Linked DNA regions of Sus scrofa: regions 2, 3 and 4 are each linked to region 1. A link is a contact called in public Hi-C, HiChIP or PLAC-seq and promoter capture Hi-C data. All regions are on one chromosome and are shown on one strand. Each heading gives the region's core, a stretch centred on a gene start, on an enhancer-like site or on the middle of the called end of the contact. The rest is flanking DNA. Distances are from core to core; before and after follow the strand shown. Region 1 holds the start of WDR53 (WD repeat-containing protein 53). Region 2 holds the start of TCTEX1D2 (tctex1 domain-containing protein 2). Region 3 holds the start of PAK2 (serine/threonine-protein kinase PAK 2). Region 4 holds the start of UBXN7 (UBX domain-containing protein 7).

Region 1 (7,111 bases), core at 1,597-4,096:
GGTTAAACTCCACTCAAAAGTCTGGAGTTCCCGTCGTGGCACAGTGGTTAACGAATCCGACTAGGAACCATGAGGTTGCGGGTTCGGTCCCTGCCCTTGCTCAGTGGGTTAACGATCCGGCGTTGCCGTGAGCTGTGGTGTAGGTTGCAGACGCGGCTCGGATCCCGCGTTGCTGTGGCTCTGGCGTAGGCCGGTGGCTACAGCTTCAATTAGACCCCTAGCCTGGGAACCTCCATATGCCGCGGGAGCGGCCCAAGAAATACCAACAACAACAACAAAAAAGACAAAAGACAAAAAAAAAAAGTGTGAGAAGGTGGGCAAGAAATGAATTTTGTACTTAAAGAGACTTTTATAGACAACACAACACAGCTCCTGTAAATTTTCCTATAATGGAAGCAGTAGTAACTCTGGATTGTCAGTCTCACAAGTTCAAGGTGAGCTTCTCCTTAACGTCTATGCACCAGAGTGAAAAAATAAAGTTCTAATCTCTACATCACACGGATAATATTCACTGATCACCTAGCTAGTCAGAAAAATAAAAACAGACACCTATTAGAAGGAATGTTAGGAAAGGGTTGGGAAAGCCCCAGAAACCCACATATTCACATGTACACAACGATGCTAGATTCTTTTAACAGACTGCACTTTTGAAGCGATTCTGAGCCACCACAGTCAGATTCTTAACCCACTGTGCCACAGTGGGAACTTCTTGAGGCTTTTGCCATTGATCAAGAATTCAACCAGAGTGCCCCAAATCACTTATATTTAGTCTACAACATTAAAATCAACTGTAATATTTGAAATACATTCAAAGACCACCATCAGAAAGTGTTAAACAATCAGACTGCTATGGTAGAAGACAGAGGGGAAAAAATAACTAAATATGGGTTAAATCAAAACAATCTTTCAGAAAGGAGTTGGCAAGCCACTGTTTCTTGTTTTTCTTTTATTGGGACTGGAAAGCCTACCTGGAAATAGCTAAGTGCCACTATCCCCACATTCAGGTATGTCAGATCAACAAGCTTCTCTTCTCATAGGTGATACCTAAAGAGTCAAGCATGGTAATTAATAATTCACCCCAATGTGAATTAGTTTAATTAGATAATAGATTCCTTCCTTCCAACACCTAATGAGATCATGGAGTGGGGGCGGGTGGGTGGGTGGGAAGTTGGGGTGCTTTAAGAACATTTGTAGGAAGAGTGGAGTGCAAAGATGAAAGCTCTAAACAGCCAGAGAGCAGAAGAAGGGTACAGACATGGGAGAGGGGTCATGGTCATTTAATAACTGAATCCTCTCTACTCCATCCTGTCCTACTTCCAAGCATCCACTTGTCTTTTTCAAGTGTCTGTACCTTTAAAGCTGTTCATTCCCTCTGTTCATTGTCCCCTTCTCAGAGGAACTGACTTTACTCATCTCTGAAGAAGTAAAAGAAACTTTGGTGCCTTTCCAGACAAAACTTGGACCGCCTTCTTTGGATGCCCGATAGTTGACAGCTGAAAAATGAATAAATAAAACTCCCTAGCCTGAGATTACACTACTATTTAAATAATATGAAAGACAGTCACTATCACAGTAATAAATATGTCAACTTTTCTTCACATGTTTGAGTTTTCCAAAGTTAGTCTTGATGTGAGGATGCTAGACAGCACCCGAAAAGACTGAAGGGCTGTGGCACTGGCCCTAGTAAGAATAAAAAGAATCTAGATTACTAAGCTTGGGGGGAAGCATCTGGGAGGAAGGAACTGGCAAGTAATAATCAAATACCACCTATCAGAGAGTGGAGATGATAGGTGCTACTGTTTTTATTGGAGAACAAGAAATGGATTACAAACAGCGGGGGAGTTGTTTTTTGGAAAGATTCCTTACTACATAAATGTAAGACAGTGTAACTGTCTACTAAGGGACTCTGTGAACCCTATTATTATAACAATTATCTCAGAGTTTTTTTTGAGAGTTTATTAGGAACTCCCCGGTAAAGGGCCCCAGTAGAGTGCATGATTATTATTTTCTCTTGTCAAGCATCCTTTAAAGGCTGTCAGAAAACGTTCTGGTCACTTAGGAAAACGTAGTATGACCAAACAATGCTGAAATACTTTCCCTCCCAAGAAGCCTTCTAGAATTACAGCCTCCATGTCATTCGCCCTATGGAATGTTTAATTAAAAACACACTGCCTTAATTCACCTACTAATCAGTGGGTTAGTAGGAAAGAATGGAAAAAGTCACATTTTATCCAAAAGAATGTAGCACTTAAACGGCACTTTAAGGTTATCCGAACATTGGCGGGGCGGGGGGAGGGGCGTTCAAAGGTGGCGACCTCATTTTCCGTATATACGCTAGGACACATGTTGTGATAATCACTGGTACTAATACCAAGAGAGAACAAGATAGCTTGACCAGGAAAACACGACCTCAGCTGCCAAAGGTAAAGAAGATCCAACTCAAACCTAAGGTGGCGGACCCATAGGGAATGGCTAATAAGGAGAGGGAAGTTTCGTGCGTTAGGTTGGCCAGTAAGGCAGGGACCCAACTGACTCGGGGGAACCTTACAGGAAAAGGGATCCAGGAAAGCCGACGCGACACCACTAGACCAAAATGATGAAAAGGCACTGGAACATAGCCTTGAACCCACCAGCGCCAGCCTCATACCTGAGCTTCCCGCTTCCCTCCTAGGCGCCTGATGATGACCTCACCGGTGGGCGCCCAATCCCATCCAGCGTCGGGCGGGGGGCGCCTCAGCCAAACAGTCACATCCGGGGCCGAGAGGAATCGCGCGCAAGCTGGGCGTGCGCCCTTGCTTCTTGCCCTCAACCCGCATGGCGGAGCCACCGGCGCGTCGCGGGGAGGCCGGGCGAGTCTGGCTGTTCCGGCGCCCGCGCTGAGCCGCTAGGGAGGGGCGGGGGACGCAAGTGCGGCCGGTGCGTCTGCCCTCAGTGAGGCGGGGCGCGCGGCGGACGCCCCTGGGCAGGGGCGGGAGTGGTGGAGGGGCCGGGCGGTAGGCTGTGAAAGGGGCGGTGAACGAGCTGCTCCGGTCTCAAGGCGAGGCTTGGCCTCCGGAGCAGGGACGGGGGTAAGCAGCGGCGGCGGCGGCGGCCCTCGGGCCAGCTGGTGAGGCGATGGCGGCGCCGGGCCCGGGAGCTGGGGCAGCCTCGGGCGGCGCTGGCTGTAGCGGCGGCGGCGGCGCGGGCGCAGGCTCGGGCTCCGGGGCCCCGGGGGCCGGGGGCCGGCTGCCCAGCCGGGTGCTGGAGTTGGTGTTCTCCTACCTGGAGCTGTCCGAGCTGCGGAGCTGCGCCCTGGTGTGCAAGCACTGGTACCGCTGCCTGCACGGCGATGAGAACAGCGAGGTGTGGCGGAGCCTGTGTGCCCGCAGCCTGGCAGAGGAGGCTCTGCGCACGGACATTCTCTGCAACCTGCCCAGCTACAAGGCCAAGGTGAGGGAGCCCCACGCCACGCCGCTGCCCCCAGTCCCGCTCCTCCGCGCCACTCTCAGAGCTTCTCAGCTAAGCTTCTGAGTCAAAAGCCTCGCTTCACCATCCCGCCTTTCCACCGCTCCAGTCAATATCTTACCTCACCTCCCCCTGCCATAAAGATCCTCTTCTCTTTGGATTGAAGTTCTGCTCCTTAACCCACCTCACTTCCGTGATACACTTTTTAAAGGACCAGATGGTTTCCCAGCCCTGCTTTCCGTCACTCATTCTACTTTCCACAGTCTTTCCCCTTAAAAACAGATCACCCCATTGTTGTAGCTTTCAATACTCTCATCCTATTTTTCTCTCTGCCCTTTATTAGATTACCTCAGCTGCCTTAACCTTGGCTTGGTTTCTGAGATCTTTGCTTTCACCTCACCTTTTCCAAGCTCTGACTTATAACCTTTTCTTTATTTTCGCCCGAGTATTCCAATTCCCTCCACTTTTTTACAGGCTTATAAATGAGTATGACCCACGGCATTCTGCTAACTTTCAAGATCAAGACTAATAGAACATCCTCCCATCAGCTGTACTTAACCGTCATAATACTGCCATGTCCTACTATTATTGGCTACTTCCTTGCCAACTTTTTTATAGTTCCACCTTGATAGAGTGTCTCTTAAGTTCTGTTTGTCATCTAACATACTGCTTCCATATATGCTGCCTTTTTTTCCCTGCCAGATTCTTGTTTGTTGTCTTGCCTTCATTTGCAAATAAACATGTCAGATAGCAGACCATGGTAGCACTGAGAGGATTCTTCAAGCAATATGAACGAAAGGCCTTAAACTTGGGTTCAGTTGAATGGAAACAGCTGTACAGAGTAATAGTCACCAAAAGCATATGTGAGAGAGGATAAAGTCTAGAATGTGGTAAACATAAAAATAACATTAACAACTAAGAAGGGATGACATCCCCTTTTAATGCTAGACTGCCAGCGGGGCCAGAGTAAGGAGTAAATTGTTTTTTTCCATGTCAGATGGATGTAAAATTTATTCTTCTGTAATAAAACAGGATTTAGCTTAATAAGAAATATTTCTGTTAAATATGTCACCTGTCAGTTGCTTTTCTAGTAAGTGAAGTAACATGTTTATTTATGAGGACAGTATTTATACGTGATAGATGCTCAGTGGATACTGGTTATAATTCGTATGGTAGAGTGCAGAAGATTACAGTTCTGTCCTACTGTACTCGATTAACATGTGGGTTTCGTAAGTTTTATTTAACTTTTATTTTTCCATAAAGTTTATTGTTTTATTTTAAATTATTTGCAGTAGATATGGTCACATGATTCAAGATTCATATAATGAGTTGTAATAGATGATGTGTTCATGCGAGTCAACCAAAAGAAGCAAGGCGATGTAAAGCAAAATATTTTCCTTTTGTCCTTCTACCCCCACCACTCAGGTTGAAGGCAACCTATGCTACCTATTTCTTTTGTATCCTTTCAGAGATATTTTAGGTTTCTTAAGTTTTTCATACTTTGTATGCCTTTGTACTACCTGCACTCTAGGTTTTATAGACTTGTACTTATCACATGTACATTCAGATGTTGCAGGACATCTCCTGAGTATCTTGAAGATAAAAGATTAATTCAGAAGGAGTCAGATAGCCTAGTAGGGAGGTATTCAGTCTAGTAGAGGAGAAAAAAATATATAGAAATGACTAGTGGTTATTAGTTAGAAATGGTAGAAGTTGTTTCTGTTAGATATGTATATATATGTACACACAGTACAAGTTTAGTGAAAGAGATTTACAAGTTGATGGAGAATTGTAGAATGTTTGAAATTGAGATTGTATTTGAGCTGAATTTTTAAGATGGGGAGAATGTGAATATTTTACTAGGAGGAAATACCTTGAACAAAAGCAGGACAGTGGAAAGCTGAGGGTTTGTATAGCGTATATTTTTATTTTAAAAAGTTTGAATGCTGGAGTTCCCGTTGTGGCTCAGTGGAAACGAACCTGACCAGTATCCATGAGGATGCCAGTCTGATCTGTGGCCTCTCTCAATAGGTTAAAGATTTGGTGTTGTGGTGAGCTGCAGTGTGGGTCGCAGATGAGGCTGTTGGCTGTGGCTCTGGTGTAGGCTGGCGGCTGCAGCTCCCATTCAACCCCTAGCCTCAGTGCGGCCCTAAAAAGCAAAAAACAAACGACAGACAAAAATCTGTATGAATGCTAAGCACTGTGCTCAGTATTGCAGATGCAGTGGTAAATAAAAACAGATACAAATTCTTATGCATGCCTTTCCTATGGAGCTTACAGTCTAGTTGCGGGAGGGGAGTGGGTGTTAATCAAATTGTCACACAGTTGTAAAACTGCATTTGTGGTAAGTACTATGAAGGATAGATACACGGTGCTCTGAATGTCAATGCTCTGAATGTCAATAACGGAGAAATTTGACCTAAGTAGGGAGGCCAGGGAAGGCTTTCTCTGAGGAAATAATGCATGACCTAAGACCTGAAGGATAAGGATAAATAGGCCAGAGATAGAGAGAAGAGCCTTCCAGGAGGGAACCTGATGAGGATCAGGGACAGAAAATAATCAATGTGGCTGGTGAGGCAAGTTTGAGATAAAGTGGAAGAAGTGGTCTGGGGCCAAATAAAAGGAAGCCATTTTAAATTGTAAGCAAGAGTGGGTTAAGAGTGTGAGGATCAGTAATACTATATTTATCCTTTTTTTTTTTTTTTTAAGATTTTTTTGGTTTATTTATTTATTTATTGCTATTTCTTGGGCCGCTCCCGTGGCATATGGAGGTTCCCAGGCTAGGGGTCTAATAGGAGCTGTAGCCGCCGGCCTACGCCAGAGCCACAGCCACGCGGGATCCGAGCCGTCTGCAACCTACACCACAGCTCACGGCAACGCCGGATCCTTAACCCACTGAGCAAGGGCAGGGACCGAACCTGCAACCTCATGGTTCCTAGTCGGATTCGTTAACCACTGCGCCACGACGGGAACTCCTATATTTATCCTTTTTTAAGAGGTTATTCTAACTTCTGAAAGGAGAATGAGTTGGAAGGGGACCTTAGAAATATGAGTAGTAGTAAGTATGCAGTAAAAGAGATGAGAAATTTAGGAGAGATTTAGGAAATAAAATCTATAGGACTTGGCAGTAGATTTGAAATAGGGGTGAGGAAGAGGGAGGTGCTAAGGATGACTCCTAGGTATCTGGCTTACATAATGTAGGGATTAACTGGGTTAGATTTTGGAGAAGTAACAATGAGTTCAGTTTTCATAGCAAAGAACTTACAGTGTTTTTGAGCCATCCAAGAGATTTTAGATAGGCATCTGGGGCAGTTTGGAGCTTAAAGGAGAGGCTAAAGACATGAAATAATTTAGTTAGACTGAATTGAAGTGGTGGGAAATATGATTATAAAGGTAAGCAGAAACTGGATATATCATGGAGGTCCTTGACATGCAGCCTTCAGTCTATAGTTTGGGCTTTGTTTTAGAGTTGGTAACCACAGAAATTTGAACAGAAGAGACAAAATAAGAGCTGTGATTTAGAAAAACCAGTCCATAAGATGAATTCAAGAAGGCAGGGGTTGGTGCCTATACCAGAGGTATTTAAGACCTGAACAGTTATGTAGAGCAGAGAAGGAGGTGGCTGGCAGAGGAGTTGCTAGAAAACAAGCCCCCAAAGGTGGACAGC
Region 2 (7,111 bases), core at 2,594-5,093, 210 kb before region 1:
AAATGTATTACTGTTACAAAGACATTTCTTCCTTCCAAAAAAAATCTTTAAAGAAGGGTAGACAGAAAGAAAGGATTTTTCAGATGGTATAATATTAACAAAAGGGAGTGAGAGAGACAGAAAGACAAAGAACGGGGAGGAAAAGCAGGAGCTCTGCTCTGCAGATGGAGAGAGTGCAGGAGCAGAGCGCCAGTAGGTAAGTAGTTAAGGACTCAGTGGGAGAGATGGACTCAGGTCAGACTATGAGGCTGAGGACTTGACTTATTGGCAGGTAAACCATCAAAAAGTATGCGGCAAAGGAGCCCCTGTACTCTCTGGTCTTTCCGAATATAAGGATTTCTTGAATAGCAATTTGGTACAATGGCTTTTACTCGTTCCCACCATCTACGAAAACAGACAGGAGTAAAAGTTACCAAATAATTGAACAGACTAGACACTGAAGAAAAATTCGTGTTTAACAGAATCCACAGTTTATGTCCCTTGTTCGAAAATAAAGGAGACAAAGGGGTAAAATTGGATGTTTAATGGAAGCAAGTCATTTCCAATTATCACCACTATTACCTTTTAGTTTATCTTTAATATTTTCTGATAAACGTTTTGTGAGCTGAGGCATTTCTTCTGGAGAGTATTCAGCATTTGCCAGTTCCTCCTTGAGCACAGCATGAATACAGTCTTTAACCACAGAGGGTCTGAACCTAAAGAAAAGAGTTGGCAACATCTCATTGGTGACTCCAAAACCCTAACACCCTCACAGCTCAACTTCCCCAAGTTTTTTTTTTTTTTTTTTGTCATTACAATCATTTAATCCTCTTTTTCATATTTTTATTATAAAATAAAAACAAGAAAACAAATCATATTCGACACTTGTCTCTCCAGTCTGGACCGCTCCCCTGAACTTCAGAGCTCACATTCCCACCCATATTCCCATCTAGATGTCTAGTAGGCAGCTCAGATTTAATACATCCAGTGCTGAGCTTCTGATCATCTCCTCTCTAGGTCCTCATTTCAATCAGCGGTAACGCCATTCTTGCAGTTCAAGCCAAAAACCTTGGTGTCAGCTTGGTTGCCTTTCTCTCTCACACAGCTCACATCCCATTGATAAGCAAATCTTAGCAGTTCCACCCTCAAAGTAATCTAAAATTCAACCATTCTCACCACCCCACTACCTCCACCTTCCTCCAAGTCACCTTTACTTCCTGCCTGGATTACGATGGCCTCCTAACAAGTCTCTGTGTCTGCCTTTGCTCCTAGATCCTATTTTCAGTACAGCAACTAGACTGGTGCTATCAAAATATGTGTCAGATCATAACACTCCTCTGTTCAAAATACCCCAAATATTTCCCACCTCACTCAAGTAAAAGCAACATTCCGTGATTTGCAAAGTCCCATGTGATCTATCCTACCAAACCCTCTGACCTTGTTTTCTACTACTTTGCCCCTCTTTCTCCCCACTTAGGCTACACTGGCCTTCCCTATGTTCTTTGTTCTGCACTTGCTGTTAACCTCTGCTTGAAGTTCAATCCTGCTCTTTATATGCATAGCTAGTTCCGTCATTTCTTTAAAGTCTTTATTCAAAAGTCACTTTCCCAGGAGTTCCCTTGTGGCTCAGCAAGTTGAGGATCCAGCATTGCCACCACTATGGCTCTGGTTGCAGCTGTGGCGTGGGTTTGATCCCAGGCCCAGGAACTTCCACATGTGAGGGACCCAGCCAAAAAAAAGAAAAAGTTGGGGGGGAGCACTTTCCCTAGCCACTCTCTCTAAAACTTCCACCCTCCTACCACATCACTTTATATCTCCCTTTCTGGAAGTTATTACTATACTATACAGTTCACTTACGTATTCTTGTTCATTGTCCTACCCAGCTAGAACACAAGCTAGCTCAAGGCAAGGCTTTTTATCTGTCTGGTTTACTGTTATATCCCCATTCCTAGAATAGCACCCAGCACACAGTGGACAATAATTTTTTTGAAGAAATGAACTACTGAATACACGAATTCAGAGAAAAAAAAAAGTCTCCCCTAATTTTACCACCCTAACAATAGTATTAGCATTTCAGTTGTATTTATTACATATTACAACACCATGTATCTTTTCTGGGTTATTTTATATCCTATCAGTTGATTTGCCTATCATTACCAGAATTTTTTTTTTTTTTTTTTTTTTTTTTTTTTGTCGTTTTGCCATTTCTTGGGCCGCTCCTGTGGCATATGGAGTTTCCCAGGCTAGGGGTCGAATTGGAGCTGTACCCGCCGGCCTATGCCAGAGGCACAGCAACACGGGATCCAAGCCGCATCTGCAACCTACACCACAGCTTACGGCAATGCCGGATCCTTAACCCACTGAGCGAGGCCAGGGATTGAACCCGCAACCTTATGGTTCCTAGTCGGATTCGTTAACCACTGAGCCACAATGGGAACTCCAACCAAAATGTTTTAAATGTTGAGCTTATAATGTGGTTTAGTATTTGGTAGTACTAGTGGCCCCTTATTACTTTCTAACAGTATTCTCTTCAGTCTCTTGCCAGCTCATTCTTACAGGTGAACTTTAGAATCATGGACAAATTTCTAGGTTTGATCTGTTCAAAATATGATCTTCCTATTAACAAACATCCTATATCTGGCTCTTCCCTTAAGCCTTTTCCACTCTCAGTAAAATGTTAAAAGTTTTCTTCAAACAAGTCACACATAATCTTACAGGACTATTCCTACATAATACATATTTGTTGTTAATCTCGTTCTGTTTTACAACAGAAACACAGGTGAATGGCATTCTATGCATTTAGACTCTTTTACCAAGATAATTGAACATTTTTTTAAATGTCCCTTCTGCTCTCCAGAAAACTGCTATTACATTTACCACATTGTAACCAAAGTTCTTGGCTTGCAGTATTTGCCAGGCATTTGACTCAGGAAGTAGTTTCAAATAACAGAGGAGGGGCTTGGGAAAATCTTTTTTTTTTATTAATTTACATTTTTATCTGTGGAAATGAAGTTAGTGACGGATCCTAGAGCCCTAACTAACTGTCCTCTGCACAAGACTTTGTGCCTTAATTCTGGGAAGGTATTGGGGTAGCAGGCCAAAGGCCTCTAGATACTATCTAAGACAGGTCCCCTGCCCTGCAAAGAAGTTAGCGCATTCTGGCATATGTGTGCACACAGCAACCCTCAAAACATGGCCGAATGTTGTTTTCTGCCCCTCTCTTTATTCCATCCATCTCGATTCCTTTGTGCCCACTTTCTGAATCTCCCAGAGTCAACACCCACCGCACTAGTCTAAGGCGGTCCCGGCGCTCTAACACTGCACCTGCAGGTCTGATCCTCTGCTGCCCCCTGTAGCTAGAAGCTCAAGGAGAACAGCGCCCCTCTCTCCCTGTCCCCAAGCTCCGTCTCTAGCCCCGCCCCCCTCCAGTCCCGCCCCGCCCCCGCCCCACCCCCTTCCCAAGGCCCAGGCTACCAGGCGAGCTCTGCCTGTTGGAGGCAGACGTCTCAGGGGTCGCCCCCGCAACATCCCGTTCGCTACCCGCCTTTGCTGGAAAATGGGCCGCAGAATGTAGGTGTTCTCCGACTCCCCGGCGGTCTTTTCAGTCTCAGGCAGCCCATCGACCGCAGAGAAGGACGCGCCCACAGAAAAGGACTGGGAGACCGACATGGCTTAATCTTCTTCGCCTCCGTCTTTCTCGCGAAGAGGGCTTAGCGGGTGGCCGTACGGAGCTGGGAAACCGTCGCCAGGGCACCGTCGCCAGGGCGACAAGGCCGCCTTTGGCCCTGACGTGACGCGGCCCCGCGCTCGGCGCTGTGTGGCCCGCCCTTCTCAGCGGGCTCTCGCCAGCCTCCGCCCCGCGCCTGCGCACCAGGTGCTGGACCGGAACTGATCATGTTGAGTGACCTTAACTTCGGAAAAGAGTGGTTTGTCTCTCTCGGTTTTACAAAGCACTTCAGCAGACGGCAGCTCTTACTAACCGCGCTGCAATCTTAGGAAGTGACAGAGAATCTGAGGCCCTAGGAGGTTCGAGATTACACAACTAGTAAGCGGCAGGTGAAGTAAGCTGGACCCTGTGAGGGGTTCCAGTGACAGATCCTCTGTTTCGCATTTCTTGTGAAAAAACTTTAGTCTCCTGTGTCTCACTGAGTCCCAAAGAAATGATCCCAACAGTTAATGATTAGAAAAATGGAAAAGCAGGCATGGAGAAAAAGCAGTCAAGCAAGAAATTATAAAGAGATACAGGATTCCTATTTTCTCCTTGAGGGATTCGGATGCACTTTCTAAAGTTGTTTCTACAGACACGCAAGACCCCGCTAGATGACAATTTATGACCGCAAACGCATAGACCACGGACTAGTTGGAGCCCGAGATTCTCGACGATTGAGGTTCCTGAAACTTCCTTCTGTTGTCACATCACTAACTAATCAGAAGAATGTCGACGACCTGTTCATGAGCCCTGTGACCCTCACCCTTAATGTCGTCTTAAAAGCCGTTGGAAAATTTGCGTCTTTTAAGCACTAAAATAACACTGTGCGTTTCTACTCCACAACCCAGCATCACTAGATTAGCTTTGCTGAGCTTTGAGCAAGGGGACCCAAGTTTCTTTAGGTAACATAGAGACCTGACCCTCATCAAAAGTCTTCAAACTCCGGCCCACAGGCCAAATCCAGCCTTCACCCTGTTTTGTGCAACTTGTGAACAGGTTTTATATGTTTAAATGGTTGGGAAAAAATCAAAAGAATAATATTTCATGATAAGTGAAAATTACAGGAAACTTCAATTTCAGTCTCCATAAAGTCTTATTGTAACACAACCGTGCTCACTTATATATTGTGGAGTTTTTGTGCTATACTGGCAGAATCAAGCAGTTGTAAAAAGAGACCATGTGGCCTTCAAAGTCTAAAACATCATCTGTCCCTTTACAGAAAAAGTTCGCAGTGTCCTGCTCTAATCCATAACTGCCAACCTGTAGTTCTCCCAGCCTCATGTACACTCCTGATACAGGGCAAAAGTCAGAAAGGAGCAGACTTAAGATGCATTTCCTGCTTGTGAGCACCAGTCCCTGGTTCTGTTTTAGAAAGCTGTGTGGGGAAAAAAAAAAAAAAGAAAAAGAAAGCTGTGTGATCCTGCTAGCCTCAAAAACTAAGAAAAGAAATTCTCCCAATATCCCTCTTGACCAAAGCTCCCTAAGTGGGAGAGAAGGAGGTCCTCTGCGTTCTCAGTTCCACATCTAAGGAGCTGTGGCATCACAGTACTCCTCCACCCACACCATCCTGTGTCTTCCCTCCATGCTCTTTTTCTTTTTTTCATTACTCAATGAATTTATTACATTTATAGTTGTATAATGTCCCCTCCATGTTTTTGAGTATTCTTTTCCCTCAGCCTTTCCTTCCTTCTCTGCTAGGCTAACCATTTCAAGAATCAGTTCAGATACATCTGAAGCCTTCCTTCATCTCTCACAGATCCTCTCCTTAGTGGTGCCTTGTCCCTCCAAGCACTCCTTATACCCTTATCATATGACAATCAAATTATTGGTAGATGTTTTTCCCTAAATGGCCATGAGATCTTCAAGGACAGGGCAGGGTCCAAGGGCAAGCACCATGTCTCAGTCATTTTTGAATTCACAGCATGCATGGCAGTGCCAAGTACACAGTGGGTATTCAGCATATACTGCCTATTGAACTGCACTGCACACTGGTGGATTAGTCAGCTTGGGCTGCCATAACAAAGTACCACAGACTGGGTGGTTTAAACAACAGAAATTTATTTACTGGAGGCTGGAAATTCAAGATCAAGGTGTCAACAACTTTGGTTTCTACTGAGGCCTCTCTCATTGGTCTGCAGATGGCTACCTTCTGGCTGTGACCTCACATGGCCTTTTCCTCTGTGCTCCCATGGAGAGAGAGATCTGGTATTTCATCCATTTCTTTTTTTTCCTCACATCTCTTAGCATATTCTGAATTCTCACAAATATTTAGTTCTATCTCTGGGCTCCCTAGGCTGACCCATAAATTTGTCTGTCCATTTAATGTACCACAATGTTTTAATTATTATAGTTTTATGTTCATATTTAATATCTAGTAGAGTTAGTCCCACCTCATTGCCACCTTCTTCAGAAATTTCTTGGCTGTCCTATTTTGTTCATTTTTCAAGTGAACTTTAGAACCAGCTTATCTAATTCCATATCCTCTTCCACCAAATCTGAATGGTGATTTTATTCAGCATGTTAAATTTATAGATTAGCTTGAGAGCATTCACATTTTATGACATTGTCTTCCTATCAAAGTTAATGGTATGCCTTTATATTTGTTCAAGTTTATTTTTTGTCTTTCAGTAATATTTTAAATGTTTCTTCAATAAGTATTTTATGATTTTTTTATGTTTGTAACTAGGTTATTTTGATTTTTGGTTTCTAATGTAAATGAGACTTTCCCATCTCCTTATCTGTTAACTGCTTCTTGTTTATTTATATGAAGATTTTGATTCCAAATTTTTATTTTGTACCCAGACATTATATGGAACTCTCTTATTGTTTGTAATATAATTTATTTCAGTTCTCTAGATGTGAAATCTCATTGTCCAAATATAATGATAACTTTGCCTTCTTTCTTATTTTATATCTGTAATTTCCTTTTGATTACTTGCTTGGGATATTATCTCAAGAACAATAATAAGTGATAATGATGATGGTGAGTGTTGTCACCTTATTTGTGAGTTTAATGAGATTACTGCCAGTATTCCTCCATTAAACATGATGCATGGAGTTCCCATTGTGTCTCAATGGATTAGGAACCCAACTCGTATCCATGAGGATGTGGGTTTGATCCCTGGCCTCACTTGGTGGGATAAAGATCCAGCATTGCCATGACCTCTGGTGTAGATGGCAGACAGGGCTCAGATCTCAGGTTGCTGTGGCTGTGGCGTAGGCCAGCAGTTGCGGCTCCAGTTTGACCCCAGACTGGGAAACTCCATATGCCACTGAATATGCAGCACCCCCCCACCAAAAAAAGCATAATGCTGACTTTTGAGATATATTGTATTATGATAAGGAAGGACCCATATTTTTTCATTTTCTTAGTTTTATTAAGAATGCATGTTGGATTTTATCAAATCCTTTTCAGCATTTATG
Region 3 (7,111 bases), core at 1,498-3,997, 180 kb after region 1:
TCTCTTCAACTGTATGTAATCTGCCACTTAACCCAAACATTGACCTTGGTTTCAGTTATTATATTCTTTATTTCTCGAAGTTCTGCTTGGCTCCTTTTCAAAGCTCTTTTGTCATTTAAAAAAATAGTGTCTTGCTTTCAGAGTTCCTGCTGTGGCTCAGCGGAAGCAAATCTGACTAGTATCCATGAGGACACAGGTTTGATCCCTGGCCTCGCTCAGGGGGTTAAATCCAGCGTTGCTGTGATCTGTGGTGTATGTCACAGATGTGGCTCAGATCTGGTGTTGCTGTGGCTGTGGTGTAGGCCAGCAGCTGCAGCTCCGATTTGACTCCTAGCCTGGGAACCTCCATATGCCGTGGGTTTAGCCCTAAAAAAAAGTGTCTTGTAAAAAAATAAATAAAAAGAAAAAAAAAAGAAAATGTCTTGTTTCTTATTCCTGTCTTACTTTGCTTAATCATTTTAAGAAACATTGGAATTATAGGTTATGGAATATAAACTATCTAAAGTTCATGGGTGTCATTATTCTGTTTATGGTTTCTTTTGATTCACTCATGGCTGATTTTCTCAGATGTGTTGTCATTATTTTTTGGATGTTCATGTTTAACTTTTTCTTTTTTTCTTTTTTGGCCACACCCATGGATTACGGAAGTTCCTGGGCCAGGGATCAAATCTGAGCCACAGTTGTGACCTATGCCATAGCTGTAGCAATGGTGGATCTTTAACTCACTGTGCCACAGCAGAAACTCCTTATGTCTAACTCTTGATAGCCTGTTTATCTCTGGGAATCCTTTCAGTTCTGGATTAAGAATGAGCCTGTGCAGTGAGAATTTGTATTTGTTTCTTCCAGACCTCTCAGCATTACCAGCCTGGGACACTTTCTTGACTTGAGGTTTCCCAGACAGTGTAGGTACTGTAAATTTGACCTTTCAAATTTGAATTCCAAAGGGTAATTTTTTTTTTCCCTTTGATGCCAAGTCCAGACTAAAACACACAGATATCTGCATGTCTCCCTGGACTGGTACAGGGGATTTTTTTTTTTTTCCAGTCTATTCTTATTTATTTATTTATTTTTATTTATTGTCTTTTTGACTTTTCTAGGGCTGTTCCCTCGGCATATGGAGGTTCTCAGCTAGGGGTCAAATTGGAGCTGTAGCCGCTGGCCTATGCCACAGCCACAGCAACACGGGATCCGAGCCGCGTCTGCAACCTACACCACAGCTCACAGCAACGCCAGATCCTTAACCAACTGAATAAGGCCACGGATTGATCCCACAACCTCATGGTTCCTAGTCGGATTCGCCAACCACTGAGCCACGACGGGAACTCCCTTCCAGTCTATTCTTGGAGCATATAGCCCTTTGAGTTTTCCAGCCTTGTGCAGGATTGCAGTCCCAACTCCTTGAACAGGGCCAAGGCCTTGTCTTTGGTCTCTTGTCTCTTGTGCAGTCAGTAAAACCATGGAGATTTGAGATAAGTAGTTTCTTTCAACACAACTTTGGCTTCACTGACATGCTTACCCCTCCAATTTCTTGCTCTCCCTTTGGGTTGAGTGGGAGTTTGGAAATCTGTCAGAGGTACTTCTCTTTCTTAAAAGCTTAGTTATGCCTTTGAAAGGATGTTCTCTTTTATCCAGCAATGTGTTTTTAATAGTGGGGGCTGTTTTTCAAGTTATCTAATAGTGTGCCATATTGCTCCTTGAATCTTTTCTCTCGTACTTTCCACATCAGTTGAGTTTTTTGCTTCACATCTATCAAAAGAACATACCCATTCTCCATTTTCACTGCTATCTCTTATGACAGTCATGATTACTGCCTCCTTTCTTCATTCCCTTCTATTCTTGAAAACCCAGAGTCCATTCTCCATGTAGCAATCTAGTGACCTTAAAGTATAAACCAGGAAACCTTCCTTCCCTGCTTACAGCTCTTTAATAGCTTGTTGGAATAAAATCCAGCCTTCTTACCATGTCATTCAGGATCCTCTCTGACCTGAATCTTGTCTCCTCAGGTGTTTTTTCACACTGCGCTACTCTTCTTGCACTAACTCCAGTTACACAGACCCTCTTAACTGACCTTAGAAAGTCCCCCCCCACCTCCTTCTGCTTGTAATGCTTTCTCCTGGGAGTTTCTCATGGCTGTCTCTTTCTGTTCTCAGCTTAAATGTCACCTCCTTAAAGATGCCTTCTCTGGCCAACTTATCCAAAGAAATCATCCTAGTTTTTTCTTCATACCAGGTATCACTATTTTAATTATTGTGTTTTCATATTTGTAAGTTACACAAAGTGACTTGTGTTCACCCTTGTATTCCTGATACCCAGCAGTGTCTGGTACAAATTAGACACCAAAATATTTGTAGAATTAGTGAACACATTGATGAACTCCTCCTCCTCCATGAATAAAACAGAGGCATTAATTTGCAAGGAGGCGCGACTTAATTTAGCACCAAAATACATTAATAAGAGTTGTAGGTAAAGGGCAAAATGGGTAACGGATGAATTCCCAGAAACAAATGTCTTAGAGCAGGTTCATATAATAACAGTTGTCTTTCAGCGTCTTTGGTTGGCACAGACCTGAGTGGAGACAATGCTGAATTACACGAGGCACTGGCTGTCTCTGTCAATAAAAAGAATACTAGAGATGGAGGGAGGGAGGAAAAGAAGAGAGATAAGAGGCACACATCTCTAAACTACAACTCCCAGCAGCCTCCGCGTTTGCCTGCCCACTGGGAGGCGGTGCCTGTCTCCGCCCGGTGGAGCTCCCGCCTTCGGCCCCGCCCCTGCCCGCTCCCCGCCGTCGCCCTCCCCCAGGGTTGTGGCCACGCGCAGCGGCAGCGGTTGTTCCGCTTCCCCTCTGGCCTGGGCCGTCGCCATTGCCGAAGGCTCCCTGCCCTCCCCTCCCGGCGCCCGCGGGGCTCGGCGGCCGCCCGGCCTAGCAGTAGAAGCCGCGGCGCTCCAGCGCGGCTCCACTTCCCGCCCCGCTTCCCCTTCCCTCCCCTCCCCGCCCCGCGTCGCTCTCTTGCTCGGGGCGGCTCCTGATCCCGCCAGGAGCTCGGCCGGAGGCTCCTCGCTGGGGCGGGGACCTTTCCTCGCCTGGGGTAAGTGTGCAGACAGGCCGGGACGCGGGCCGTCGCTCTCCTTCCTCCTTCCTTCTCCGCGGCCTGGCCGGCGCGAGCGGCCCGGGGCAGCTGACCTGCCCCGCGCGGGGCCGGGAAGCCGCCACCTGCGTGCCTGGAGCGGCAACTCTTGGGGCGGTGGCTCATTGTCTGCGCCCTCGGGCTGTTTTCTTCTCCGGTTTTAGCCTGAAATGGGAAGCTTGCTAGGCTGGTGAGTTCTGACTCTTCCTGGACCCGGCCCTGCCCTGAACCGTGTCGCGCCAATCTCTGCTCTCTGTCGATCTCCCTTCCCTCGCGTTTCAGCCTTCTCTTTTTCTCCATTTACTTTAGTGTTCGACTCACCGTTTCGGGGTTTTTAACTCGATTTTTTGTCTCTTACCGAGTTCCAGCCCCACCTTGCTACCTTTGGTCATCCCAGTTTCATTGCTTAGGCATATTGTCTGTAGTCCCCTTACTGGTTTCTAAACTGTAATCTGTGATATCTTCCATATTCCGGATCAGTAGAAACTATAGTTTTCCGAGGGTTTGAGGGCCTCCGCTTGATAACTGAGCTTTCGTATCTTCTCGTGATTCTTTGATCTTCAGCCAGGAGATGAATATTTGCTTCCTTAGGTAACTTAGGTGAAGGTTAGCTTTCACCATGTTTGGCTTTCTTTAAAATAACACACACATGCAAAACGGTACCGAAAATTCCTCAGCGGACTCAACTTTTTGACTAATTCTTTAAAGATAGAGTCATCCAAGAACTGAAGATTGGAAAGCAATTGCCATTGTTGTCAGTTGTCGTGGGGTTGTACCCGTCCTTGTCTCTTATCTTTAATGGAAACACTCTGGACAGTGAGAGCGTGATTTCTTTCCTCCTTGATGAATAATGCCAACTCCCATTGGTATAATTATCACAGTTTTGTCTTACAAGTGATCTATAGTTTTTTGTTTTCTTTTTAAAGCTCTGTTAAAAGACAATCAAAATGGTTAGGCCTAAAATTAGACTACGACGAGCAGTGTTTTGGATCAAGGTTGTGCACGTCACGTTTTTTCCCCTCCTCTGTTTGACTCTTCCGCTCTTGTAAGTAGGCAGGATATTGAAATGTAGAAGAATTTGCTCTGGGGGTTTGTTTTTGTAGGGTTACTCAAAAGAATAACATTAAATAAAGTTAGATTGTGATGAAGGCAGTGAATAGTAATTTTTAAAGCAGGTTAGAACTTGTCAACTTTGCCAGAAGCTCTGCGGCATTTATAAAACACACTTATAATAACTTCTACATGTTTTATATATGTGTATTTAAAAAATATGCATGTGAATGAAAAGCTTTGTTCATGTTCTTCTGCTAAGGGTATTGATTTAAGGCAACTCCTTTCATCCTTAGCTTTAAAATCTTTCTGGTTATTAATTAGCCCAAAACACTGACTTACGTTATGAAAAATGCACCTTAAGATGTTTCTGACCTGTAATATATGGAGGTATTAAACCCCACTTTCAGGTTTTGGTGAAGGAGGTTGACCTAAATTCAGTGAATTTTGTGTTTTCACTAGTTTATTGTTACCTAAACGACTTAGTCCTAAGCTTCACTATTGTCAAATTGGTGGTGTCTGTTGTCCTTACTTCAGTGACGTGCCTTGTTGGCCTAAGGGGTTAAGGTATGGAAGTGCTGGCGTGTGAAACAAGGTCCATTGAAGTCAGCCTCTCTGCCAGTTCTTTCTGTAAGCAGATACTTTTACTTGGGAAGAGTTCTGGGTGTTCTCCCCTTAGGTTGGGGCCTTGATTCCTAGTTTACTTTACCATTATTCAAAGAGAGGGTTATTCTTTGGGGCTTTGTGACATTAAGTACTAACCTGGGAAACCCAAATTCATAAAGTAAGTTTGTGGTAGGAGTCTGTCCACAAAACAAATGAATAGGGGTTTCTTTGGTTTTCTCATTTCTATGATAAGCAGATTTCCAGTAGACATGGTCATCAGTGATATATATGTCTTCTCAATTACACTTTTTTAAAGAGAAAACTTAGAACTTGTCCAAGTGGCTAAGGATAAACTTTCAATTATTTTAAAAGAGAGACCTTGTTCAGACAGCTAGGGATAAAATAAGTAGGTATTAAATTCTCCCCATGTTTAATCTGTCAATATTGATTAACCTAATATTTGAGTGTAACATTTCTTTTGGCTTTCTGAATTGTCTAGTTTTGATTAAAAACGTGAAACTGTGCCTTGTTCAAGTCTTTAAGAATTTGGGGTTCTGATCAGTTTTCAAAAGGCCTTCCAGTTAGAGGGCTAATTGCAGACCACGGGGCAGGGGGGAGAGGGGGTGTTAAGGTGCAGATCTGGGTTGACCCTTATAACCTTCTTGTACCTTGGTAGAAACAGAAAGAGGTGGAAGAAAATAGCCCCTGTTGCCTTAAAGAATTTTGTTTTCTTCTGGGAACGGAGTTGAGTCTCACTGCTTCTTCATTTTAGGATCACTAACCTGAATAAGAATAGTCGGTCTGAACATTCAGGCCAGATTTCAGAGGCCTAGCCTATTATCTCTAAGGTACACTAGTACTTACCGCTCCGTGTATCACAAGTGCTTAGGAGCTGGAGACCATCCTGGCTCTTCTGCTTGACCCCAGGCAAGATACACACATCTTTTTTAAGATGTGTGGGGTTTTTTTAATATGTAAAGTGAGGATTAATAACAGTATAATACATCTCCATAGGGCTATTTAAAGCAAATGATATAATGCAGGGAAAGTACTTAGCAAATGCAATGCTTAAATGCTTAATAGATGTTAGTTAATATTCCATTCTAAAGTAGGTTTTATATTTAATTGCTTCTACAGCAAATATCATACTTCCAAACTTAAAGACTGCTTTCTGAAAGTGGTTGGAATCTCAGGGCCGAGTTTCTGAGACCATAACTTTTACATTAAAAATTACTTTTCAGGAAAAAAAGAAAAGTTTCACTGTTGAAATAAAATGCAGATTATTATTATTTTTTTAAATGGTCACATCTGTGGCTTATAGAAGTACCTGGGCTAGGGCTTGAATCCAAGCTGCAGCTGTGGGATCACTGCATCCTTTAACCCACTGTGCTGGGGCCGGGGATTGAAGCCTTGCCTCCGCAGTGACTCGAGCCGCTGCAATCAGGTTCTTAACCCACTGTATCACTGTGGGAACTTCAAAATACAGATTTTTGAATACATGTTTCTCAAATTTTAAAATAAACGTCTTTCTCATAGAAAATTTAGCAAATAGTGAAAATTATTAAGAAATAGGATAAGGGAGTTCCCATCGTGGCTTTGCGGTAATGAATCTGACTAGGATCCATGAGGATGCGGCATCCATCACTGGCCTCGCTCAGTGGGTCAGGGATCTGGCATGGCTGTGGTGTAGGCCAGCAGCTATAGCTCCAGTTCGACCCCTAGCCTGGGAACTTCCATATGCCACAGGTGTGGCCCTAAAAAGCAAAAAAAAAAAAAAAAAAGAAAGAAAGAAATAGGACAGAATTACTATACAAAAATCAGCCCCCAGAAATAACCACAGACTAGAATAGTGTTGTTTTCCTTATTTTTAAATTAAATTCTAAAAATAGTCAATATATGCTTTTTACAAAATGTTCAAGTCAGTTATTTAGAGTAAAAAGTGAAAATTAATTAATTTCCTTGCTTTCTAGTCCCATTCCTTACAGGTACCCACTGATAACAATTTTGTTTTCTTTATGCAATTAGAAATAAGCACTGTGTGTTTGTAGTTTTACCTTGTTTTTTTTTAATGAAAAATCTAATCATTATAAATACTTTTCCATCTCAGTATATGTAGTTATACCTCATCTTTTTTTTGTTTTTTACCTTATCCATCATACGGTTGTACTTAATTATTCATGGTTATTTGTTATTTCCATTTTCGAGCTACTAAAACCACAACTTTAATGAACTTCCTTATACCTTTGTGCACATGCATATGTATACAAGTATTTCTATGAAGAGGTGTTTTTTTTTTTTTTTTTTTTGGCCACCCTGTGGCATGTGGA
Region 4 (7,111 bases), core at 3,447-5,946, 130 kb before region 1:
GGAAGTCTATTAATAAAACCGAATTTATTAGTAAGAATCTATTCACAAATAAAAAAATTTATTACCTCCCTAAATTTCTGCTCAAACTTCATTATCACCCTTTAAAATAGTTCTAACAATTCTAGAAGAGCTTTCTTTTAATATCTAGACCACTTGCAACTATCTTTCCTGACACAGAACTTAAACACATTTTAATACTAGCCCAAGAAAATTGTATTGTAGAAAAAATATGAATGGAAATTGGCCACAAAACCAAACACCACACACACTAGAGTTTCTAATTTCTTTAACATGCATTCATTCAACAATTTTAAAGAAAGATTAAACTAAAGTGGTTCCATAATTTCATCTACTATGCATAAAGCTTTACGGAATGCTATGCTAGCAACCTCTCGTACTCTTCTCAGCCTCTGCTTTCTATTCTCCCACATTTTGGCCCTACATTCTGATTGTGTGTTTATTTTTACCTATTCTATAGCATCTATGTATCTCTTATGTCATGAATTATTCTCATTATATCTATTTTGTACGAGTAGCTGGATGTCAACTCAAGTAGGTGTTAACGGGATACTGCCATGGTTCAAAACATTTAAAAAAAAACATTCTTTTGGAATTACACTCTGATCCAGCAGCACATTCTCATGTTCTGAGAACTGATATGACTTCTGAAAGTAGTCAGCAGTCATTCAAAGCCATGTATGAGAACATCATGGGAGAGCAAACTAAGTAATATGGTAAAATGTGGCAGACTATAAAGTAACAGGACCGGTTTTCTATGTGCTTCAAATAATGGGGTTTTTTTTTGTCTTTTTGCTATTTCTTTGGGCCGCTCCCACGGCATATGGAGGTTCCCAGGCTAGGGGTCGAATCGGAGCTGTAGCTACTGGCCTACGCCAGGGCCACAGCAACGCGGGATCCGAGCCGCGTCTGCAACCTACACCACAGCTCACGGCAACGCCGGATCGTTAACCCACTGAGCAAGGCCAGGGACCGAACCCGCAACCTCATGGTTCCTAGTCGGATTCGTTAACCACTGCGCCACGACAGGAACTCCCAAATAATGTTAATGGCATCAGTGGTGAAAGTACATAGCTTCTCAGTTTGATCACCTCTAAGACCATCATTAAAAAAAAAAAAAACAGGAGTTCCCGTCGTGGCGCAGTGGTTAACGAATCCGACTAGGAACCATGAGGTTGTGGGTTCGGTCCCTGCCCTTGCTCAGTGGGTTAACGATCCAGCGTTGCCGTGAGCTGTGGTGTACGTTGCAGACGCGGCTCAGATCCCGAGTTGCTGTGGCTCTGGCGTAGGCCGGTGGCTACAGCATCGATTTGACCCCTAGCCTGGGAACCTCCATATGCCGCGGGAGCGGCCCAAGAAATAGCAAAAAAAAAAAAACAAAAACAAACAAACAAACAAACAAACAAAAAAACCTTAATTTCCCTTGGCTATTTGCTTATCAACGCGTTTAATCATGGGAAAAATGTTTATGATGTAATAATGTTAAATGAAAATTTCAGAATTCTAAATTATGTATGATTCGAAATGTAAAAATAATTTTAAAATAATTCAAGAAATAAAAGTAAGTATGTAAATAAGAACTAGAAGATAATATGTGAAATAAATAATACTGCTATTATGAGAATGGATTAGTGTTTCCTTTTTTCAAAGTTATTTCATGTTGGAGCTCCCTGGTGGCCTAGTAGGTTAAGGATCCACTGATGTGGTGAGGATCACTTCTATGGTGAGGGTTCAGTCCCTGGCCTGCGAACTTCCTCATGCTTCAGGCACAGAAAAAAAAATTTTTTTTAATTTTTAATTTAAAAAAATTATTTCATGTTGTTATCTTTTTAATATTTTTAAAGCCAGTCATTACTTCATACTCATATATACTCAGAGAGAGTTGTTCTATTTAGTGAGAAAATTCTTTCATTTTCTCTTCTACTTCTAAATGTCACAGAAAAGATAAGACTTACATTTTTGAAAATGCATTGCTCTTAACAGAATATTGAGCTTCCAAGTAAGCAAAACCTTTCTGAAACTCTTAAAAGTCAGTTTCATTCATCTAGCAATGAATAAATACCAAATACCTTTTTGTCATAAATACTACAATTTAATGTAAATATGTGGAGATCCTGTTGTGGCTCAGAGGGTTAAGAATCTGACATAGTGTCTGTGAGGATGTGGGTTCAATCCCTGGCGTCACTCAGTGGGCTAAGGATCCAGTGTTGCCACAAGCTGCAGCACAGGTCACAGATGTGGCTCAGATCCAGCATTGCTATGGCTGTGGTACAGGCCTGCAGCTACAGCTCCAACTGGACCAGTTGGTCCAGGAACCTCATAGGCCACAGGTTGCAGTAGTTCAAAGAAAAAAATAAATAAATAAAAAATAAAATTCATGTGCACAGATCCCTCCAAATTTTTTTAAGATATGTGAAAAGAACTGAAGGAATCAATCACGTGTTTCCAAGAGTTAATTACTATTGTTTAAAAAAATTATTATTTAAAATCCATATTGGAGTTCCCTTGTGGTACAAGAGGTTAAGGATTCAGGGTAGTCACTGCAGCAACACTGTGGCACAGATTCGAACCCTGGCCCAGGAACATGTGCATGCCACTGGGGTGGTGAAACAAAGATGAAAGGAAGGAGGGAGAGTGTGAGGAAAGAAGGAAAGAAAATCCATATTAAGAACAATCTAAAGTGTTTTCCCTTTTGTAGACTTCCAGATACCACTGTCTACTGAGGGACTCCAACTTGATTCAGGTATAGAAGGGTCTGGGACCAGAAAACAAGCCATGAAGACTGGCAGAGACAAACATTTAAAGCAATTCAGTGAGTCACTTCATCTTGCCACATTTTAGGTTTTGTCTATACCTACCAAAAATGTTTCATTTAAGAAATAACAGGCTGAAACAATCTGAGTTCCTAATGTTAGCATTACAAAAAAATTTTTAATATGCAGCATCTTAAACTACCTCTAGAAAATCTAAAAAAAGATAATAATCACTTCTATATCTGCTTTATAAATATATATAGTAATAACATATATACACAATAATTTCCTAATTTTCACAATAATAATGACCTGCTTACACACTGGGCAATGCATTATATTTCTAATATAACAGTCCAATCACAATTTTTAAATATTTTAGAAGTTACCATTTTATTCCTCATCCCAATTTTATTACAAATTTTATCACAAATTTTATCAACTTTGACATGATGTTTCATGCCCAAGAGCTAAATAATGCATCAAATATCTAGTTACCGTTACCAAGTAAAAAATAAAACTAGCTTTATAAAATGGCAACTCGCAAACCAGCAATGGTTAAAATATAAAATTTCATTTAACCAATTTTTGCACGTCAAACTCTAGATACATGAAAAGTAAAAAATGTTCTCCGCATCTAACAAACTACCAGAAAAAGTATAGGTCTGCTAAAGAGAGGGAACTAACACTGACCTCCTAAAATGACAAGCTTGAACGGCAAAATTACACTCAGGCACATGGAGTACTCTTTTCTCAAATCACTCCACAGAGAACTTCATCATTTGCTCCGCCCTCTAATAACTCATGCAAAAAAAGTTCAGCACCATCAGAGAGAAGACACAGAGAATTCACAGAATGGCTTGGGGCCTTTCCTCCAGGCAGTAAGAGGATCTGCGTGTGCCTTCGCGGGGGTCCAAAGGAAAAGAAAAACCAGGGGTTTGGGGGACACTGACATCCAGAAACTGATTTTCTCTCAAAGAAGTTTCCGCCGTCATTCCTATTTTATCAACTGGAGGCTCCGGCGCCATCGTCTTAGTCTTTATGATTTTATTATGGGGAGGTGGGAAACGCCACCAAGGGTTCCTCCAGGCCTTTCCTATTCAGGTGGGGGGGGGGTCCCCCTCAATTCCTCTCTTCAAACCTCAGTCTGGAGGGTACTCCTCAGCAACCCCCCACCCCTTTCTGGCGGCCTATCCTCCGAGATCAGTAAAGGCGCTGCTAACGCACCAGCCTCGCCGTTAAGGCGGGAGGGCCCGAACAAGCCACGGCCACAGCGATGGCTTCGAGGGGCCCAGAAAGGGGAAGGGCAGGCCAGGGACTGGGGGAGAATGACCTGGCTGGGGAAGAAAGGAAAAAGGAGGTAAGGGCATGTGCTGCACCCCAGGGCTGCACAGAGAAGAGGAGATGATGAAGGAGGAGGGCGGTGGCCCGGGTGCGGCCCCCCACCTCTCCCGCCCCCAGGTCCTCGGGCCAGCGGGGGCGGATGGGCCCGGCCCATGCCTTGGGTCTGGGCTGAAAGGGGGTGGGGAAGTCTCCCTCTACGCTGCGAGAACACCGAGAACCAGCGCATGGGGTGCGCGGGGGAGGGGAGGCGGTCTCCCGCCTGAACCCAGAGACCCGACGCCGTCGTCGCCTCTTCCTCAGGAGGGAGGACGGGAGCTGAGGGTAAAGCCCTAGGGAGGAATGCTTGAAGGTAAAGGGAAGACCGGGTCAGACCGGCCGCCCGCACCAGGCCCCACTCTCCACCTTCCGGTAACCGCGTCTCTTACCGGTGATGGCGGTAAACTGCTGAATTAACCCCTTCAGCGCCGACGACGCCGCGGAGCCCCCGTGGGCAGCCATCTTACCGCCGCCGCCGCTGCCGCCGAACAACAACACAGACACACACGGAACGCCCTCCCCCACCTCGCCGCACGGTTTGCGCAGACTCATTGACCGCCCCCAAGCTCCGCCCCTCACGCCCCGCCCCCCTCCCTGGACAGTCAGCGCAGGCGCACTTCCAGATGGGTCCCGGAGCGCTGTCCGCTCTCCGGGTTGGCTGTTCGATTGCTGCCTGCCGCCGCATCCTTCTTTACAACTTCTGGTGCCTTCCTCTTAAAGCTCCAAGGCCAGTCTGATAGACACGATATCCGTTACGGGTTTCCTAAGTAAGCTTCGGGCTTGGTAGGTAATAGGCTCTTCACGTTTCAGTTTCACAAGCTTTATTGATAGACCTGAGGATGAAAGTTTATTTTTGTTTTTTTGCAACTCCATAGCCCTCTGTTAGGTTTCCTGCAACTCCCATCAAAGTACAGATCCGGAGTTCCCTCGTGGCTCAGCGGAAACGAATCCAAATAGGAACCATGAGGTTGAGGGTTCGATCCATGGCCTTGCTCAGTGGGTTAAGGATCCAGCGTTGCCTAGAGCTGTACTGTAGGTCACAGACTCGGCTCGGATCTGGCGTTGCTGTGGTGTAAGCCGGCAGCTGTAGCTGCAATTAGACCCCTAGCCTGGGAACTTCCATATGCCGTATCCCCTAAAAAAAAAAAAAAAAAAAAAAAAAAAAAAAAGTATATTCGCATCTGGTCATCCTCCACCTTAAGAATAAAGTTAAAGAGGAGTTCCCTGGTGGCACAGTGGGTTAAGGATCTGGTGTTGTCACTGCTGTGGCTCCTGTCGGGCAGGATTTTCCTTAGGCCACCAGTGTGGCTTAAAAGAATAAAGTTAAAGAAACTCAATTTCAATTCTAGCCTCCCATGCACATTTATTGCCTCTACATAGAGAAATAGCCCAATAAAAGGTGGAACAAGTCATCTGGAGAATTGACCCTTCTAAGAGTCTGTAAATGCGTTTTTGGGGTGAATTTTTAAAAAATAACCAAGTCGTTGGAGTTCCCTTTGTGGCACAGTGGAAACGAATCCAACTAGGAACCACGAGGTTGCTGCTCAGATCCTGTGTTGCTGTGTCTGTGCTGTAGGCCAGCAGCTGTAACTCTAATTCCACCCCTAGCCTGGGAACCTCCATATGCTGTAGGTGCGGCCCTACAAAGCAAAATAATAATAATAATAATAACCAAGTTGGACTGCTGCTGCTACTTTCTTATCTCCAGTACCTGACCCCTCCCAGGACCCATGATGCCAAGGTGATGCCAAGGCAGCTGCAAGGGGTGAGGAACAGGCTTGAGCCCCACGAGAGCCCAGGGCTCACTCTTTTTGGGTCTCCCGGTCCACCCCACCTGAAGAAATAAGTGGTGAATTAGCCCCAAGTAAAAGCACAGTGTATATATCCAACTTGCCCTTTTCCCTGACAAACAATGACTTATATTGGATATCTTCCAGGTATGACAAAGTTGTAAAGGTTACTATAATGAAAGGTAAAGATACCGGGAAGAGTAAAGGGGTTGCATTTATTTTATTTTTGGATAAAGACTCTGCACAAAATTGTACCAGGGCGATAAACAACAAAACAATTATTTGGTAGAGTAATAAAAGCAAGCATTGCTATTGACAGTGGAAGAGCAGCTGAGTTCATCCAAAGACAAAACTTCTTTGATAAATCCAAGTGTTATGAATGTGGGGAAAGTGAACACTTAAGTTATGCCTTCCTAAAAATATACTTGGAGAACGTGAACCTGCAAAGAAGAAAAAGAAAAAGACAGAAAATTCCTGAACCAGAAGAAGAAACTGAAGAAGCAGAAGAAAGTGATGATGAAGGGGAAGATCCCACTCTGGACAGCCTCAGCTAGGCCATAGCTTTCCAGCAAGCCAAAACTGAAGAAGGCCAAAAAAAGAAAAAAAAGGCAGAAACCCAGTTCGGGGGGGTGGGGGGGTGTCCCTCAACGTCAGATGATTCAAGACGTCCAAGGATAAAGAAAAGCATGTACTTCAGTGATGAGGAGGAGCTTAGTGATTAAAATTATATTTATTATGTAAATATCATTTAAAAATTTTAAAGGGTGGAATACCAAGTTTGGTTGAGATGAAGGATTGCTTTTAGAATTTGAACATCAGAACCCTTAGTACCAAAGAGGTTTTTTTTACTTTAAAATGGTTTGTAGGAAGTTGAAAAGTAATTTAAAGTATCATGTTTCTATCTTGCATCAAGATTTGCTAATAACCATTAATCTTGAAAACAGTTCGTTTGAATAAAAAAGAAAACTTAAAATGAAAAACAAACAAACAACTTGGGAGTTCCCATAGTGGCACAGCAGTAACAAACCTGACTAGTATCCACGAGGACTTGGGTTCAGTCCCTGGCCTTGTTCAGTGGATTAAGGATCCAGCATTGCTGTGAGCTGTGGTGTAGGTCTCAGTTGTGGCTGGAATCTGGTGTTGCTATGGCTCTGGCAAAGGCTGGCAGCT

What was found. Promoter capture Hi-C pulls out the DNA fragments that hold promoters and counts their contacts. Hi-C and Micro-C count contacts between places; a contact is called where the count stands out from the background. HiChIP or PLAC-seq counts read pairs in DNA pulled down with a chosen protein or histone mark.
Region 2: a contact with region 1 is called in a promoter capture Hi-C map of liver, with 4 times the contacts expected there. The contact joins the promoter of TCTEX1D2 here to the promoter of WDR53 in region 1. A contact is called at or near these places in 1 of 5 promoter capture datasets (liver) and 1 of 2 datasets of contacts at active chromatin or transcription factors (alveolar macrophages).
Region 3: an H3K27ac HiChIP or PLAC-seq map of alveolar macrophages shows a contact between it and region 1. The contact joins the promoter of PAK2 here to the promoter of WDR53 in region 1. A contact is called at or near these places in 2 of 5 promoter capture datasets (fetal liver and liver), 1 of 47 Hi-C or Micro-C datasets (liver) and 2 of 2 datasets of contacts at active chromatin or transcription factors (alveolar macrophages and skeletal muscle).
Region 4: a contact with region 1 is called in a Hi-C map of skeletal muscle, with 2.6 times the contacts expected there. The contact joins the promoter of UBXN7 here to the promoter of WDR53 in region 1. A contact is called at or near these places in 1 of 5 promoter capture datasets (liver), 5 of 47 Hi-C or Micro-C datasets (heart right ventricle, liver and skeletal muscle) and 1 of 2 datasets of contacts at active chromatin or transcription factors (alveolar macrophages).

The regions. Positions count from the first base shown.
Region 1 is chr13:133,556,567-133,563,677 of Sscrofa11.1, reverse strand. WDR53 (WD repeat-containing protein 53) reads right to left here and starts at 2,846. Exons shown (of 3, transcript XM_021070146.1): 1 at 2,648-2,846. FBXO45 (F-box/SPRY domain-containing protein 1) reads left to right here and starts at 2,991. Exons shown (of 3, transcript XM_021070155.1): 1 at 2,991-3,429. The coding sequence starts at 3,115.
Region 2 is chr13:133,771,280-133,778,390 of Sscrofa11.1, reverse strand. TCTEX1D2 (tctex1 domain-containing protein 2) reads right to left here and starts at 3,843. Exons shown (of 5, transcript XM_021070165.1): 1 at 3,524-3,843; 2 at 562-695. The coding sequence starts at 3,648.
Region 3 is chr13:133,379,142-133,386,252 of Sscrofa11.1, reverse strand. PAK2 (serine/threonine-protein kinase PAK 2) reads left to right here and starts at 2,747. Exons shown (of 16, transcript XR_002337855.1): 1 at 2,747-3,089.
Region 4 is chr13:133,687,368-133,694,478 of Sscrofa11.1, reverse strand. It overlaps UBXN7 (UBX domain-containing protein 7), which reads right to left and starts at 4,696. Exons shown (of 11, transcript XM_021070161.1): 1 at 4,541-4,696. The coding sequence starts at 4,613. It also overlaps the pseudogene LOC100620593.